2 separate regions of the Danio rerio genome follow, and region 1 is linked to region 2. The links are chromatin contacts, called in public Hi-C maps. All regions are on one chromosome and are shown on one strand. The core of a region is the stretch at or near the end of the contact, and the rest is flanking DNA. Distances in the headings are between cores, read along the strand shown.

Region 1 (2,752 bases), core at 199-2,698, 180 kb before region 2:
ACGGATAAATCCACAGATTTTTTTACAAAATTCTGTGCAGAAATAGCAAAAAAAAAAATGTCTGCAGATTCCGTCTGGCCCTATTTATTAGTGTTTTAGAGAAGGCAATCGTTCAACGCGCCCATGATTCATTAAAATGAGTGTATGAATTAGTTCAGTGCGGCTATAGTTTAACTAAAAGCAGAGAGTTAATCACAAAATGACTGAATGCCTTTGATCATAGCGGCCATGGTTTAACTCAAGGGTGTCCAAACTCGGTCCTGGAGGGCGGGTGTCCTGCAGATTTTAGCTCCAACTTACCTCAACACACCTGCTAGGATGTTTCTACAAACCCTAGTTGATTAGCTAGGCCAGGTGTGTCTGATTGGGGTTGGAACTAAACTTTGCAGGACACCGGCCCTCAAGGACTGGGTTTGGAAATGCCTGATTCAACTGAAACGAGTGAACACATTTGTTCAACTTATTCAACGTGTGAACAAATAACAAAAATAAAGGAACAAATTATTTCAATGTGGCCACAATTTAAAACATGTTGTTTGAAGATGCTGTGACTGAGTGTGAATTTAAATTGTGAAAAGAATATGATTCGGAGCACTGAGATGCATGAACAGGATTTTAATGTTGTCAATTGTTTCTTGCTATAAAAAAAGACTTTGCATATAAACTGTTGTTTGTTACACTGAATAAGAATATAGTATATGTCTTCTGTATAGCATGTTAAAATAAACAATAAAGAAAGAAATATAAAGACAAAATAGTAATTTTGATTTAAACAGGAGACTTTATAAAATACACTTATTGTTTTAATCCGTGAAACTCTCAGTAGACTCTTTGTCTCTCACTCTCGTCCAACATCAACGTACAGTATGACAAAATAACATGTTTTCAAATTAAAATCCTGTTTTCTTGTTTATGATCATTTACCCTATTAAAAAACATATTTTAACTCACTTTTCAATCTCAAGAGCTGCAACCTTCCTCTTCTCGTACAGCTTGTCGTTGAGAGCCCTCACAATATTTGGTGTCAGTGGAGAAAAATCCTTTTCTGTATTCATTTTGACTAAATATTTGAGAAAACACCCTTATATGACGCATAGAACAGAAGTGTGTGCTGTTAAAACGAATACCTCAGTGAATGCAGAGGATGACAGCTCGGTTAACCTACGACTGAATGAATAAATGAAATCGAGATTTTCCTCATCACGCGCTTATTATAATACAAACAAGACGACGCCCTAAAACGTGTTTCCTCTCGGGCATCACTTATTAAATGACATGAGCTGCTGTCTGCGACGTTAGACTGAAACGGAGGATGAGAACAGTTACGTACAGACGAAGCTAAATAAAAGCCTGAACTACGATATGAGCTTAACGAGCATAGGAGACTGTCCGACAAAACGCGACTACGCCGTACACAACATAAGCCAGATAGTTATTCCTCCTCGGGTGATGACAGTCGTAAATAACAGTGCTTTTCAATGTAAGGGTTAGACCATAACCGCCATATACCCCGGCTCACATGACTTCCTACAAACATCAGGGCCTGGTGAATCGAGCGCCGATCAATGGATTTGTTTTGATTACGTCAGAAGAGTCACATGCTCTCTGGAAATGTTTGACGGGGTAAAAAAAGTTTCATTTAGAAATATTCATCGTACATACCTAGTCAATACTCTTTTAGTAAGATATAAAAAAATATGAATACTAATTGTTCATTTTGTGGGCAGCACCCTGAGTCTCTGGTTCACTTGTTTTGGCAATGCAGGTATTCTAGTTTGCTTTGGAAGAATTTTTCTCTTTTTGTAATAGAAAATGTTGATAAAGACTTTTCCTTACTATTGGAAAATGTTTAGTTTAGTTTTGTTAATTATAAAACACAAGCTTTACATAAAAAGAAAATATATTTTCTTAACCTTCTTATCTTATTAACAATTTTTTTATACATAAATGTAAATACAGAAATTGGTAAATTATATAATCTTTTTCTTTAATGTGTATTGTATAATGTGTTTGTTTTTCTTTTTCTTTTGTTTTTTGTTGTTGTGTTTCTTTTTCCAAAAATGTTTTCTTTTTGTCTTTCCATTTTCTTTATAATGTACAGTGATTGTACATTCTCATTTTTCGAATAAAAAAAATGTTTGACAGGGTTTAACTTCTTGAAGAAAAGATTTAGATCAGACTTTGATACAAATTGCTCCTTTTGTCAGAATAACTGAAACTCTTCCTTACTTGTTTTGGTTATGCAACTTGTGTTCCCATTTTGGCAAGATGTAAAATTATTTATCTCAAATATTACTTCAAAGAACTTTTCTGTGACTCCAAAATTAACTTAATTATTTTTGGGGGTTTTATACAAATTGTAAAAGCTGATTTATAATAAACCTTCTTTTTGTATGCAGATTTTATATTCCTAAATGTAAACTTTCAAACTGCAAGCCAGTATAATACAAGAGCTTAAAAATTACTTACAATTCCAGATTCACTTAACAAGAAAGCACTCAAAACATATACACATATTTGCAAGACCTTTAATATGTATAAATAGAATCCAATAAATCTCTAATGATGTTATTTTCTTATTATCCCCTCTTCACTTTCAATTTCTTTATCTATTATTTATCTATCCTCAGAACCGATAATCTATTGATATTTCTTTCATTTTTGTTTCATTTCTGTTTTTTCCCCTATTGTTTCTCTTGTTTTTCAATCGTTATTGGCACCATTGTAAATATCTAATGATTATTATTGTAAA
Region 2 (2,700 bases), core at 52-2,551:
ATGTCAATCTGTTCCTTCTTTCTACAAGATATGATCAGAAAGTCAGTGTCAATGAAAAGACTGTGGTGCCATCTGAGGCCGAGGCCACTTCTGTGCGCACACACACACACACACACACACACAGCCGCTTTATTAAGGAGCCTCTGCCGAATTGTTAAACAGACTCAAGTACTTCCATATGTGTGCTCAACAAGACTTACCACTGAAAGTATGAAAGCTGGGTTTCAGTGAATTTTAAACACAAAACGAACTCAAAATAACAAATCAGTGGAAACTCCTCATATATTCAGGATCTATGCTGATTATTCACTTGTTAACCAGTTAGGTTGACTGTTTTAGTGTTGACACTAAATTAACCCAGGTGATTTGGAATATCTATGAGCTCCTATTCGACTACTTCTAGGTCACAGCCTTCAATCCAAGGCTTGGTGTAAGAGCTGCTGACACAGACTGAATGTTTGTGTTTCTCAGACTCCATTCCCAGCATGCCTCAGCACGCTTTAGAGAGAAGTTGTGACAGCACAGTTCTCTTGCTACTCAGTCTACTTTTTGCTTCAGGGAATGATTTGTCGAAGTTAGAATGGTCAAAACAATCAACACCGACTACTTGAGGGGCCACTAACAGGAATCCCAAAACAAATCCATGCCCTTTGACCCATGTGCAGGTCTGATCTCCAGTGGGAGTGAATGGAGGAATTTAGGATGCCAGGAATTTCATCCGTGCCACTCTCTGCCAGACCAACAACCTCCAACATTTCTGCTGCATTTCTCAATCCCACCTCTGTAAATCCAAAAGTGCTGGAAAAGATTATTAGTCACATGTTTTAAGATTTCATGCGAATTGTTTTGTATATTGTGCACTAACAACGTATGCCAGTGTCAAAACACTTACAGGGACACATTTAAGAACCCATAGTATATAAACTCGACAGTTTTCTGTGTTATAATCAGTCTGAAACTGTTTTACAACCCTGAGGAAACAACACAAACAAACTTGCGCTTGAAGCTTCTTGTTTAACTCGAGATTTAAACACAAAACAATTGATGAAAGCAAATGTTTATAAGTTTTAAGCTGTTTTGATTTGCTCAACCTTCGAGGGAAGTTGCAAACAAAAGTGATTTTGTTTAGTCTTACCTGTTAAAAGCGGGAAGAAAAATCAGACTCTGGGAGTTCACGGAGCGGCGAGGCGGATGAACATTTGCGTTTTTGTCTGCGCTAAACGGCGACCGTGATTTGATTCGTCTCGAGCGATCCGGAGTTACATTTCGTTCAAAGTTTTCGGAGAGTTCTAGCTCTAATTGATCACATTCACAGTTCCGGGTTGAATAATGTCCCTCCCGCCCCCTGGAGGAGGGAGTGGAGACCCGACATACTCCAAAAAGATTATGGGATTATGGGACCGAAAAGAGGAGACCCGAACGACAGATTAAGCAAAACCTTCTTGTTAAAATCACAACACATGTTTAGAGTTTGATACTGTCTATAAATACTGATTTAAGGGACATACCATAACACGTTTCATAATTACTGTTTCAAAAACAAAACAACCATAAACTGTAGAAACAACTAGAAATTTAGTACTTAACAAAAGTTGTCATTATGTCTATTGTTCATTTACTAAAAATGTTTGTTTTTTTTACTACCAAATGCAATTTCTTTTGCTATTGCTGCTTCTGAACGAAATTAAAAATCCTTTATAAAATTTGCACACACTATAAAGGCTGTTTTTTTTTCCAAAAGAATCATCCATTCTCCTTGGGCTGAGTTCCTGAGTTCGATCAGGGGTCACCACAGCGGAATGAACCACCACTAAAAGGTTAACGGAGGTTAGTGCAAATGTAAAAAGAATAGTTTTTAATGAAGGAAACATATTTTTTAAAGTTATGCCTGACCGTTACCCTCATATAACACCTGTTAAGAGTTTGATGTAGGATCTCTATTGTCTATAAATGCTGATTTAAGGGAAATGCCATAACATATTATTACTGTTTCAAAAACAATACAACCATAAACTGTAGAACACATACTTTAAATTCAATATTAAAAAGTACTCATAATGTCTCATTTTCCATTTATTTACATTTTTTTTCTTTGCTTACCAAATTAAATATCTTTATTTCTTTTGCTATGGCTGTTTCTAAACAGGTAAAATTAGTTGCAGGAAGTAAAAAAAAATTTAAAAACCTCAAGTTTAAAACCCTCACACAATATTTAAGCCATTTGCGTTACCAAAAAGAGCCCTAAAACTAATGATAATATAAAATAATTAATAGGGATTGATTTAAATGAAGGAAATATAAATATATTTTTTAAGTTATACATGATCATTATCCTCATATAACACTTTTAGGATTGGATTAAACATGCATATGTCAGGCAAACTGTGACGCAGTAGGTCAGGGGTGTCAAACTCAATTCCTGGAGGGCCGAAGCCCTGCACAGTTTAGTTCCAACCCTGCTCCAACACACTTACCTGTAGGTTTCAAACAAGCCTGAAGGACTCAATTAGTTTGATCAGGTGTGTTTAATTAGGGTTGGAACTAAACTGTGCAGAGCTGCGGCCCTTTTGGAACTGAGTTTGACACCTGTGCAGTAGGTAGTGCTGTCGCCTCACAGCTGGTTCGAGCCTCGGCTGGAAAAGTTTCTGTGAGGTGTTTGCATGTTTTCCCTGCGTTCGTGTGGGTTTCCTCTGGGTACTC

What was found. Hi-C and Micro-C count contacts between places; a contact is called where the count stands out from the background.
Region 1: a Hi-C map of hematopoietic stem cells shows a contact between it and region 2, with 1.9 times the contacts expected there. The contact joins the promoter of vac14 here to the promoter of elmo3 in region 2. A contact is called at or near these places in 2 of 18 Hi-C or Micro-C datasets (hematopoietic stem cells and an unstated tissue) and 1 of 4 datasets of contacts at active chromatin or transcription factors (embryo).

Annotation. Positions count from the first base shown.
Region 1 is chr25:18,552,273-18,555,024 of GRCz12tu, reverse strand. vac14 (vac14 homolog (S. cerevisiae)) reads right to left here and starts at 1,448. Exons shown (of 19, transcript NM_001004650.1): 1 at 952-1,448. The coding sequence starts at 1,055.
Region 2 is chr25:18,377,138-18,379,837 of GRCz12tu, reverse strand. It overlaps elmo3 (engulfment and cell motility 3), which reads right to left and starts at 1,301. Exons shown (of 21, transcript XM_017354204.4): 1 at 1,136-1,301.